Regions from separate parts of the Mustela erminea genome. Here region 1 is linked to region 2. Evidence: chromatin contacts called from public Hi-C data. All regions are on one chromosome and are shown on one strand. The core of a region is the stretch at or near the end of the contact, and the rest is flanking DNA. Distances in the headings are between cores, read along the strand shown. Region 1 overlaps CFLAR (CASP8 and FADD-like apoptosis regulator). Region 2 holds the start of NDUFB3 (NADH dehydrogenase [ubiquinone] 1 beta subcomplex subunit 3).

Region 1 (6,472 bases), core at 3,834-6,333, 73 kb after region 2:
TTTTTTTTAAAAACGAATTTATTTATTTACTTGTCAGAGAGAGCTCAAGCAAGGAGAAGTGGAAGGCAGAGAGAGAAACAGACTTCTTGTTGGGCAGAGATCCCGATGCAGGACTTGATCCCATGACCCTGGGATCATGACCTGAGCTGAAAGCAGACGCTTAATCAAATGAGCCACCCAGGTGTCTCTGTTTTATAGCTCATTTAATAAATCTAGATATTCTACAGATGACATCCTTCTACTCCTAAGAAGAAACAAAAAATACAATAAAAAACTAGTCATTTCAACCCATACGATCTCTGTCTTCTCTCTTAAATATCATCACTTGATCCCATAACATAATTTTTTTTTTAAAGATTTTATTTATTTATTTGACAGAGAGAGAAATCACAAGTAGACGGAGAGGCAGGCAGAGAGAGAGAGAGGGAAGTAGGCTCCCCGCTGAGCAGAGAGCCCGATGCGGGACTCGATCCCAGGACCCTGAGATCATGACCTGAGCCGAAGGCAGCGGCCCAACCCACTGAGCCACCCAGGTTCCCCCATAACATAATTTTTAAAAGGTGTATTTCTTTTGCGTGACTTGAGGCCTCCCTGAAGTGAAGGCTGAGACTTGGTCTCACACTGGATTGTCGCTGGCTGTGCTTCAGAACTCCAGGAGGCAGGGATCCATGGGCAGGAAAGGAGGGCTCAGTCTTTCCCGAGGAGCTTGGAATTTGTCCCTTGTGCAATGGCGATCTCGAATGTTCCAGCAGAGCAGTGGCCTGATGGAAACCTTCTTTGTGTGGCAGGCCCCTTGCCAAAATCTTCTGAGTCAGCCTCCATGCTGTCTGCCTGCATCTAGAAACTGCGAAGTTCGCCCAGATTCACCAGATGGTTCTGCTCATGCCTGTCCTCCCCCACCTAATACTCTGCTCTCCAGCAGAAGCTACGGAGAAGTGAATTTATTCCTGAAGTGACGGCATGTTTCTCAAAACACTGGTGAGGTGGCAAGAATTAGCATTCCGAAAGCTGTTGAAAAGGAAAGCAGGAGACCTGGTAGATTTGGACAGGAATGAAAAACAAATGGGTGTTCTTCCCGTAGCGCACCCTGATGCAGGCTTCTCCTTCACTGTAATGATACTGGGCGTTACAGGCAGCGGATGAATTACTGAACTCTACGTCTGAAACTAACAGTGTACTCTATGTTGGCTAATTAAACTTAAATTAAAAAAAAAAGTAATGACACAGGTGAGATGGGCGAGGCTCCCAGCGCCCATGGTGGTCCTTCAGAGAGCTAGGGACCCGCTTTTGCCTGGATCTGGTTTATTTGCTAGTAAAGAAAAAAGTGTTCATATTAATTTAGACTTGCAAATAGATCTGGGTTGGATGATGATGATGATCACTACAATTTATTAAGCTCTTACTAAGTGCCTTAACCCTAGATGGGCATACTATAGTTTGTTTTTTTCCAATTCTTTAATCCCTGATTGCTTAAAGACAAAATGAAAAATAGAAATTTCCTTTTAATCCCAAGGGTCAGATGACCGCTGTTAACATTCGATTTCTATATCTCTAGACTCTCATTTTTAAGCATACATATGTGTAAGCATTTGCACACACATGTATTTTTAGGTACGTGGGATTAGTATTATGCATGTTATTCAGTAATCCATTTTCACTTACTATATCCTGAGTCTTTTCATGTCAAATACATAAAGATCTTTCTTATCCTTCCTAACATGGATAGCGTCCATCATACGTACCATGATTTATTTAGTTCATCTCATGTTGGTGGATTTTTAAGTATTTTTCTAGTTTGAGGCCATTATGAACAATTACTCGGTAGATATTTTTGCATACTTGCTCTATTATTTCCTTAGGATAAATTTCTAGAAGCAGAATGTTGGTTTAAAAGGTATTGCCAGTTGTCTTTTTAAAAAGACCGTTTCTTGGGGCGCCTGGGTGGCTCAGTAGCTTAAGCGTCTGCCTTCAGCTCAGGTCATGATTCCAGGGTCCTGAGATCAAGTCCCGCATGAGGCTCCCTGCTCAGCGGAGAGCCTGCTTCTCCCTCTCCCTCCCTGCTGCTCTGCCTACTGTGCATACTCTCTCTCTCTCAAATAAATAGATAAAAATCGTAAAAAAATAAATAAATGAAAAGACTTTCTTTTTTAAAATATTTTATTTTTTTTGGAAGTAATCTCTATATCTGATATGGAGCTTGAATTTACAACCCCAAGATCAAGAGTCAGGTGCTTTACTGACTGAGCCAGCCAGGTGCCCCAAAAAGACTATTTCAATTTACACACTTGAAAGTACTCATTTTCCCCAAACCTTGAAAATACTGACATTTTCTTTGCTTGACTTTAGATGGTCTCATTTTGATAACAATCTTATAGGGTAGATGTTAGTATGTTCATCTTCGGTGTTTAAAAACGAAAAACACCCTGAGATTTTAGGAGGAACCTTGCCCGAGATCACAGAGCTGCCCAGTGATGCTGTTAGGGTTTGAGGCAGACATTCATGACTTCAAAGCTAGTGGTTTCTCCACCTCTCTGAGCGAATGAAGTCATTTTTCGTCTTACATTATCGGCTTTAGGCTTACCTACATTTGCTTGGCTCACTGCGCTCTATCTTGCCGTTGCCATTTTAGTTTATGACTTCTCAATATCACTGGACTAAGAAAACACGGCCATCTGTTGCATGAGTGACAAATACAAGCACAATTTTCCCACTCGGTAGTCCCTAAGGCTGTCCCCTGTAGGCGTTGCCCACGGTTTCAGCACAGGGAAGAAAGCTATTGGTATTGTCGGGTTGAGGTTATTGGAGTCTCCCTGTCCCTTTAAAACTTCATCAGTCACCTGGCCCTCTTCTGGAGAAAGGCAAGAGAGAACCTTTCGTCTCCCCTTGCTATTCAAGCAGTTCTTCTACCTACCCCCTGTGTTTTCTTATCTGTTAGATTCTTTGGTGTGAGTTTGGAACCTTGGGGCTGAGTAGAGCTGAGCAAAGAAGAGACAGTCAGGGGAAGAAAATAAGAGAACAGCAGGGAAATCGAGGAACCCAGACAGTATGGGGGTGGGCTCAGTTCTCCTTCAGCCTTCTAAGTGATTTCTCTCTCATCTCCCAGGAGAATCCATGAAGGCGTCCATCCAGGAGTCAGAAGCATTTCTACCGCGGGTACAGAATCAATGATCTGATTTGGTATTGTATTGTACGCACAGTATCTGTGCAGAACTCTGGTTTCTTTAAGATCTCTGTCCATTAATAATTTGGGGGGACAAGAGGAGGACGCTGCGAGTGCCCTTCTCCTGGGGACTCTGCTGGGAAGTCTTCCTCCTAAGGGAGAAGCCTGGATAGAGCAAAGAGAAAAATGTTGATGTGGATTGCGTTCGTGAACTTTGGAATGTGGGGAAATCCCAGAGTGGCAGTTCTCCTCTTAGCTGAGGGATTGCTGAATTTATTAGTAACCAGGGACACTGAAACTCGACCTGGTCTGGCTTCTTTTTTAAAGGCTGAACGCCTTCTCCATAAGGAGCCCGTAGAAGGCCTCCTTTTGTACTGGTTTGGAAAGATACCACTTGTATAACCTCAAGTTACTGTGGAAACGTATGACCCATCCTTTCTCTCAGCTTTAAATTGTCTTCATCCTGCCGAGCTCAGTCATGTGCAAAGAGACTGTGATTTTCATTAAAATTAAAAACTGAGACAGCTTGTCTTCGGCACATTACCTAAATAGAGAAAAAAATGTGAAATTAATGGGAAACGTCAGCTGTGGTGACTTCAGGCTGTGTCTGTTGAATGACTCACCTGGCAACAGGACGTTTGAGGAAATCCAAAAGAAAAGATGGTATGCGTGTGGGACCTTGTGGAAACAGAGGAGTGTCCAGAGTTTTTAACCATTCCTGCTTTCCTTTCCAGCACATTCCAGAGGAGAGATACAGGATGCAGAGCAAACCCCTGGGAATCTGCCTGATAATTGATTGCATTGGCAACGACGCAGGTAGGTATGGAAGCTGCGGGTTACCCGAAGGCCCACAGAGAGGTCACGGCCCAGACAAGCTGTTCGCAGCAAACCGCGGCGGAAGTCTGTGGCTTTCATGGCGAGGGGTGCTTTCTCAGTCATGTCACAGCCTGGATCGGGCTGGAGTGAGCTTCATTCCACGGGATCCTTCAATGACATCATCATCTGAAGCCTTGGGGTTTTGTACAGGACTCTCTGGGTCTGGGTGGTGAATGAAGGAAGCGCGTGGAGTCTCCCCCAGAGAGTTTAGGGACCGGTCCTGAAGGTGTGGTGCCTCATTCCCACTCACAATCCATTGCTCGAACTTCCTCGTGGGCCCTCACCTGACTACAGGAGACAAGGAACTCAGCCTGGATGTGTGCCAGGAAGGAAAGGAAGGGATTTGGGGAGCTCATGGCATTGTCTCTGGCACAAAGGTGTGATTGGCTGAAAGCTGGGGCGCGTCCGTCTTGCTTTTTCATGCTGGATGCTGCGGCGGGGAGGAGTCCCGGCATCCAGAGTGGGGGTTTAAAACGGAAGGCTTTCTGGTCCCAGTGTTAGCAGATGTCCCAGCACGTCATGCAACTAGATTATGAGAGCTTTTCTGGAGAAAAATAAAAAATATTAGACGTGGGTGTTCACTTAGAGGCAGTGTGTTCCTTACTTAGTTCTTTCTCCCTGGCCTTGGTTGGCTGGCCTTGGTCTGTGCTACTTGTGCGTTACTCTTGATGGGATCTGAGCTGGTTCTCTTGCTCAGCTGTTGATGTCCTATTCAAACTGAAGCAGGCCCAGGGGAACGTCAGAGAGAATAAGAATCTCATTGTGAAAGAACACGTTTAATTATTTATCTCTCCCTCAGAAGGGTTGATTAGCACATTTCCACAGGTTTCCTGCTTTTCAGAATTCTTGGAATGAGTCAGAGCTGTCTTTTAGGCTCCCTGAAAATGTTACCATGGTGAGTTCTATGGGAAGAGAATCTAAGAGAAGGTCAAATTAGCAAATATTAGGTTGAATTTCCCAGGATTTCAGATATGATCTCACTTTCCTCATGTCCTATTTTTGGTTAGATGTGAGACATGCTGTCTCCTCAGCTATAGATAAGTGTCCTTTCTCTCTTAACCATTAGTACCAGTATAAGAATGAGAAAATATTTCTTCAGTGAGTAACTTCCTGCTTTAAAAGAGAGTATTTGTTTTCACTTTCTATTATAATCAGTTTTGTTTCATTCATTAGCAGAAAGTTCCCAACTGTAGGGTGTATATCTGTTGTATGAAGAGATCATAACGCCATGACCTGCTGTGAATTTGTGACTAAACCTCAGTGTCTGTGTCTACTTCCCTTGCTGAGTTATAGGTCTCTTGTGCACCAGGAATGAATGTGTATTTATGTTTTCCACTATTACTAGGAGCGTAGTCACAGGTGGGTCCTGGAATATGACTGGGTGGCTTTGACTCATGGCTCAGTCATGTCCTAGCTTGTGACCTTGGACAGTTTTCCTAGCCTCTGTAAACCTCAGTTTCTCTTCTTCTTCTTCTTTAAAATATTAATTTGAGGGGCGCCTGGGTGGCTCAGTGGGTTAAAGCCTCTGCCTTCAGCTTGGGTCATGATCCCACGGTCCTGGGATCGAGCCCCGCATTGGGCTCTCTGCTCCTCCGGGAGCCTGCTTCCTCCTGTCTCTACCTGCCTCTCTGCCTACTTGTGATCTTTGTCTGTCAAATAAATAAAAAATTTATTTTATAAATTTTATATAAAAAATTTTATAAAAAGAATTTTATAAAAAATTTTATAAAAATTAATTTAAAAATTTATAAAATTTATAAAAAATGATAAAAAAGGTTAATTTGAGAGAGAGAGAGAGAGAGAGAGCTTGAGCACAAGTTGGGAGTGGGGCAGAGGGAGTGAATCTTTAAGTAGACTCCCTATGAGTGTGGAGGCTGACCTGTGGGATTAATCCCATGACCCATGAGATCATGACCCTTGAGATCATGACCCATGAGATCATGACTTGAGTGGAAACCAAGAGTGGGACACTTAACCGACTGCACCACCCAGGCGCCACTCAGTTTCTCTTTTATAAAATAGTTCACTAACAGGAGATACCTCATGGGGAGTTTGGGAGAAGTGAATGAATTCATACTTGTAAAGGTCTTAGAGCCCATACATGACCATTTCTACAGCAAGATGAGTGGATAGTTACACTGAGTGGAATAAAGGCTATCAACAGCTTCTCACCAGTTCAGGAAAAGTTTTGCCACAAAATGAATCCCAGAAAAGAACTTAAGGTTTTCAGAGCTTTTGGGTTTTCTGAATTGTGGATAAGGAGTTGTGGTTACGTGGAAGAGAGCTCTGGGGCTGCCTGAGGTGTGCTACAAGCCTCTTTGACATGCAGTAGACAGGCTCATTATGGATACTGTTTTCTCCTAAGAAAAGCTAGTCCAGAAGAAATGACTAGTAACCATTTGTACTTAAAAAGAAGATATCTAAAAGGTAGTTTAT
Region 2 (6,213 bases), core at 2,162-4,661:
GCAATATCCCAAAAGAACTTTAATCAAGAAAACTTCCAATTTGTATTTTCCAGTGCTATTTAATTCTAAAACTAGACAGCTTTCAGAGATAATAAAAAAACAAGATATGACTCAACATCTGTACAAATTAGCACAGGTCTGAATTGTGGAAGAAATTATTTTGGTTTATGGAAAGCAGCTGTCAAGAAAAAACGAATCCAAAACATTCAGGACAATTTTTATTTTGACAATTTTAGCTGCTGGTCAGGAAATCTAGCCTGGCCATGACATTAAAATGGTGAAATTTTATTGAACTATAAAAATACTGGTAGATTTAGTAGGCCTTTCTTTCAAGTGAATACTGCTGCTATTTCATCCCACAAACATGAGAGCCATAAATTAGATCACTAATTCTAAAGTGGAAGCCAGTGAAGAACCATATTACCTAGGAGATCTTTTTTTCCTTCACGATGTATCTACCTCCCTTCACGTTCCTCCTACCACTGAGATTCTGAAGGGAAGTGGAGGTGATACAATAGGTATATGTGTATGCCTATTTTTTTTTAACTCCCAGGTTATTCTGATACATATGTAACTCTCCACCTTCAGGAGAATTTGTGAATTAGGTCCAACTCTATTTTTTAACACTGTATCAACAGCAGACAAAGGACCAGAGCTACAAAGAGCTAAGAGCTTAGAAGGCTCTGCAGGTTAAGGGCTATATTCTCACCAGTTGTAAGCCACCTTCAGAGCTTTCTGTGTCAGCTCCCTCCAGAATTCATGATGTTATATTTTAGACAATGACAAATACTCAGTTCATCATCCCGAGAAAGGCACATAGTCTACTAGCCAGATAAAAATATAAAAAAGCTATTTTGGACATCAAAAAAACTAAGAAACCACAGGGAATGAAAGACAGAAATTCCTCTGTTCTTGAATTAAAAGAACAACAGCAAAGTACTTTTTTTGGTCCAGATTATAACTTGTTTAGAGACTTTCTGTCCATGTTTTATCATTTTAGCTTTTTATTATGTAACAGCATTGGTTTTTCTATTATAAAGCTCAGTCAAGCTGAAAATCTTAATCATTACAGAGTTTAATAAACTACTGTTAAACACCAAAGCTGAGAATTAAAAACAATCAATCTTAAGTCCCTACTGCATGTCAAGATGGCTTAAGAGGTGGATTTAAGAAGCTCTGAATAACGTCTATTTTAAAGCAAAAATGATACTTCTTTACAGCCAGTGTTTCAAATTCCTTATAAACAACTCCAATACTTAAGTATGTCAGAAAACTGGGCTTCTAATGATGCATAAATAATAAGCCAATTATTATTATATTCTAATTATGACTAGTGTTTCTTAAATCACTGGGTAATTTCCCACTCAATGTGCAACTTCGTTGCATTCTACAATGACACCTACTGGCCATTCAAAATCAGCCATTAGTTCTCTAAGACAGCCCTAGTAGGCTGGTTACATAAGAAGAAGAAACACATACACACAGGAACACACACACACACACCACCCTGCACAAAAGCAGAGATTTGTTCACAGGTACTCACACTACAGAATTCTACCTAAAACAGAAAGTATTCTTTGTGACTAGATAGTATCACTCTTGCAAAAAAGATAGGAAGACAAAGAGTGAAACACCAAGTATCAAAATTTTTAACTTAAGTCTTGATAAATACCTCCTTACTAACATTTCAGAACAAACTCCACCTCTTTTTGCCAAATGATACTTACAACAAAATGAATCTTTTAATTTAGGTTCTGGAATATACTAATGTAAATTATCATTAATACAAAAAGGAAAGTTACACACTTGCTCTACTACATTAGTCCTCATCTTCTCAGGTAAAGGCTACATTTCAGTCAGCTTACAGGTTATCAATTTATAATGCTTCTTTTAAAGTTTTCCAGTGTGTTATAAAATCTAATTTTAAATGTAGTTCATCCTTCCGTACAAATAATGAAATTCCTGTTTTACTCTACATTCCATTGTGCAAACAATTATAAAAACTCAGACAAAAGATAATAATTTACAGTTCATTGTGTCTGTAAATACGTTTTACCTCAGCTGGAGAGGTTCAAAGAGCATACTTCCTAAACCTAAGAAATAATTCATAACTAGTTTATCAGACCTAGTAAGCAAATTACTTAAAAGATGACTTCTTCTCCCCACCCTATCCCCCTTCAAACCACCACATTATTTTCAGTCCCTAACATCCACAATATGGGGGGGGTGGGAATCTAACAACTAATTTTCTAGTCATTTTCCAACTTGCACTTACCTCTTACAATAGATTTTTGAGGCTCTCCACTTTCCTGAAGATTAAAAAATATATATATTTATAATCAGCCGTCACCGTCAAAACAAATTCATGAACTACAAAACATGAACCTGGCTCCTAGTCTCAAACTAACATTTCTCTCAGCCCAAGTCCGTATTTGGGATAAGCTTCCTGACTATCCTTCATGCTTCTTCACCGATAGGAGCCTGCCGACGTAGTAAGCGCTCAAACCAAGGAAAAAACTATTCTAACACATCACTAGGTTGCAAGACCTCCTCTTCCAAGGGCGACAACCTAGTTGTTTGGGTAAATAACAGCCAAGGGTTACATAATGTATAGCTATAAAGAGTTCGAAGGATCTGACCGCCAGTAAATTACGTTTCTTCTCCACACACCCTTCCCACCCTGAGAAATGGCCATAAGAAGCAATTCCAGGATTTCTCTCCGGTGCCTGCAATGCCGCGTCCTTTTCTTAGAGCTTCGTGCAAGGAACTCCTCCATCCCTCACGATGTCGTCTGGCTCCCGCCTCTCTCCTCTCTCTGCCATTGCCACCGCAGCCCCTCACGCCCTAGGCCCCCACGTCGCCCCGCAAGGTTCAGCCTCCACCAGCCTCAGCGGCTTTCTCCTCACGACCCTCCCAAGCTGCTACCTGGTCTACGCGAGGTTCCGGAACCACCAACTCTCCAGCTACCGCCTTCCAAGACCACCCTCGTCACATCCTCTCTACGGTTCCCGCAGCCCGAGGAGAAAATCCCTCCTGATCTAGCACTCCGCGTCCCCCAAAGACAGCGCCGCCGCCTACCTGTCACCCCGCTGCCTCCGGCTTCTCACCGCCACCGCCTCCCGCAGCAGCCTGCCAACTGCAGCGCAACAACCAGCCTTCCCATTGGCCGCTTCCACGCTCTAACAACTGCCTCCCTTACTGGCTGGAGCATCTTCGCGGCCCTCCCCTCTGTGCAGTGTCTAAGGATTCCGGTCTCCCAGCAAGGAAAACATCGCCTCTTCCCTCCCATTCTCTCCTCTACAATTATTCTTACCTCAGTCGGACCCCCTATGCACAGATGCGCGGAAAAAATGTCGACTTCCAGCACCCTTCATGTCCTCCGCCCTCGGTCCAGGAATCCGTGACCTAGTGCGGAACGTTAAATGGCCGCTCCGCTTTCCTGCCGTAAGGCACTGCAGGGGACAACTTCCGTTTCCGCTTGGCGCCGGCTGGAAGATTGACTCTTGAGTGTCGTGAGAGGTCAGATTTGCTGTCAGGTAAATGAGAGTTGGTGGGAGGCTTCTTGGTCAGGAATAAGAGTGAGACTGTTCTGGGGATTGTCGAAAAGGGTAAGGCTAAATGGAGAATGGCCTTGAGCGTAGGTACCTCGAGGGAAGGGGATCGAAGTAGCAATAGTGAGGGGTACTTTGTAGAAGGATGCGGTGAGAGTTACTGTGGTTCGGTCCACACGCTTTTCCCCTCCTTTCCCACCTGCAAACCCCCGCCCTGTGTTTTCTGGTTTACCTCCGAATTGAATAAAGGCAGAACAGCTCCAAATCGAAAAGTCCTAAAATGAGAATAATTGCAATGCCTGCCTCACAACACTCATGTATGGTTTCAAGTAAGGCTTTTCTGGTGTGAATGTTTATGGTAACGTTAAAGTGAGAAAAGCAGGGTACAAAATCCCATCCATTTTTAGAGTGATTACTGTTTTTAAATTGCACATAAGTAGGCGCAGAGACTGGAGGAGACGCTAAAAGTTCACTTGTCTTTTATTTTTTTTAATGCCCTTAGTCACAGTTTTAAAGATGAGGGCTCGTTGGGTTATCTACTTGAAGGTCGTTGGTAAACCATAAAATTACATGTACTGTGAGTGGCATTATCCTCTTATTTTCTAGTTAGGGAAGGTATGCCAGCCCCCCTAGTGGAGGTGGAGTCGATCTCCACGAAAGTAGAGATTCACTCCAAACACAGGTAGCTAACTTTTTAAAAGTTTCATGATTATAGGTGTTTTCTTTGTTGAACTAATAAACTTACTGTTTTTTGTCTGAACCGTTCTGAAACTAAAATAATTATCCGATGTTGAATCCTTGGCATGATCTGTCGTTTATCTGATTTTAGTTTTTATTGTGAAATATCCATAGCAGAAGGGTGTATAAAATATAAATATGTTTAAAGAGTTACAATTAAGAAAGACAACTATCATATGATCTCCCTGATATGAGGAAGTGGTGATGCAACATGGGGGCTTAAGTGGGTAGGAGAAGAATCAATGAAACAAGATGGGATTGGGAGGGAGACAAACCATAAGTGACTCTTAATCTTACAAAACAAACTGAGGGTTGCTGGGGGGAGGGGGGGTGGGAGAAGGGGGGTGGGGTTATGGACATTGGGGAGGGTATGTGCTTTGGTGAGTGCTGTGAAGTGTGTAAACCTGGCGATTCACAGACCTGTACCCCTGGGGATAAAAATACATGTTTATAAAAAAATAAAAAATTTAAAACATCAAAAAAAAAAAAGTCTGGTATCCAAATATTTTAAACAACATATCCCATTTTTCAAACAAAACTTTATGTATAATCCCAATAAATTTACAAAATACAAAAAAAAAAAAAGAGTTACAATTAAGCAAACCCCTCACGTTAGAAAATAAAACATTGCCAGTAATAGAACTTGCATTCTCAGCAGACGTGATTATCCTTCAAAGAGATGAAAATTGGCTCTTGGAGGAAAGGTGAAAAAACTCTTAAAGACTGCTATGGTTTGTGGCCCTCCAAAGAGCCATGGTACCTTAGCAGATAAGTATGGTATATCCGTGGTATTAAAATTTCACTGGGGCAGCGGGGTGAGAATGTGATAAGGCAAAAAATATCTGAAAAAGCTCCTTTGGGGTGCAAGAATTAAAAGTAGACTGAAAAGTACTACCTTAGATGCTCCCTGTATGAGCTTCTGTGATTCTGTCTCTTCCACCAAGAGTAACCACCATTCTAACTTGTGATAAACATTCAGTTTTTTTGCTTTAATTTTTCCATCTATGGTGCATTTCTTAAAAAAAAAAATGAATTGTCTGGTTTTTCAGTTTATATAAATAGAATGGAAGTGTATGTATTTTTGAAACTCAAACCTTGTTCATTATTTGTGAGATTTGTTCATACTTTTGCTTGTGGTTCTTCATTGTGTACTCCATAGCGTGACTTCCATAAATGATGCATTATTATTGTTGGATATTTGAATTGTTTACAGTTTGGGGTAGCCACATAAACCTAAGAAGATTCTTATAAAATAGATCTATTGTTAAAATATATGTGTGTGTGTGTATATAGTTACACACACAAGTTTGTTTTTTTTTAAAGATTTTATTTATTTATTTGACAGAGATCACAAGTAGGCAGAGAGGCAGGCAGAGAGAGAGCAGAGGAAGCAGGCTCCCTGCTGAGCAGAGAGCCCGATGCGGGGCTCAATCCCAGGACCCTGGGATCATGACCTGAGCTGAAAGCAGAGGCTTTAACCCACTGAGCCACCCAGGCGCCCCCACACATAAGTTTTTAATAACAGTGCTGTCCAGTGGAAATATAATGCAAGACTCATATGTAATTTACAGTTTTCTAGTAGCTATATTACAAAGATAAAAAGAAACAAAGTTAATTTAATTATATATTTTGTCTAAGCCAGCATATTCAAAGTATTATTTCAAGATGTAATCAGTATTGAAAGTTATTAATGAAATGTTTTACATTTTCTTTATACTTTCTCAAAATTGATGTATTTTACACTTAAATATGTTTGTATGGTAAGTTTTCATAAATATAAACACTTGATCTATGTTTATATTTTGCAAAGTTTACAACTAAAAAAATAAATCCATATACCTAAATTGTTCCAAACACACTAAAATTTTCCAGTAACTGATTTGAGAATCCAACTTAAAATTTAAATTAATTAAAAGTTGTAATT

What was found. A called contact is a pair of places that touch in the nucleus more often than the background predicts.
Region 1: a contact with region 2 is called in a Hi-C map of spleen, with 2.9 times the contacts expected there. The contact joins the enhancer-like site here to the promoter of NDUFB3 in region 2. A contact is called at or near these places in 2 of 3 Hi-C or Micro-C datasets (fibroblasts and spleen).

The regions. Positions count from the first base shown.
Region 1 is chr8:12,789,523-12,795,994 of mMusErm1.Pri, forward strand. It overlaps CFLAR (CASP8 and FADD-like apoptosis regulator), which reads left to right. Exons shown (of 10, transcript XM_032354407.1): 7 at 3,104-3,153; 8 at 3,895-3,976. Among named protein-coding and RNA genes, the nearest start is that of CASP10, 25 kb to the right of the region's middle. Within about 2 kb of position 5,084, the one cell type or tissue checked has open chromatin away from gene starts, as enhancers often do. A contact at or near this core is called in fibroblasts, where this site is marked.
Region 2 is chr8:12,718,091-12,724,303 of mMusErm1.Pri, forward strand. It overlaps NDUFB3 (NADH dehydrogenase [ubiquinone] 1 beta subcomplex subunit 3), which reads left to right and starts at 3,412. Exons shown (of 3, transcript XM_032354401.1): 1 at 3,412-3,536. FAM126B (protein FAM126B) reads right to left here and starts at 3,395. Exons shown (of 15, transcript XM_032354394.1): 1 at 3,314-3,395; 2 at 2,276-2,309.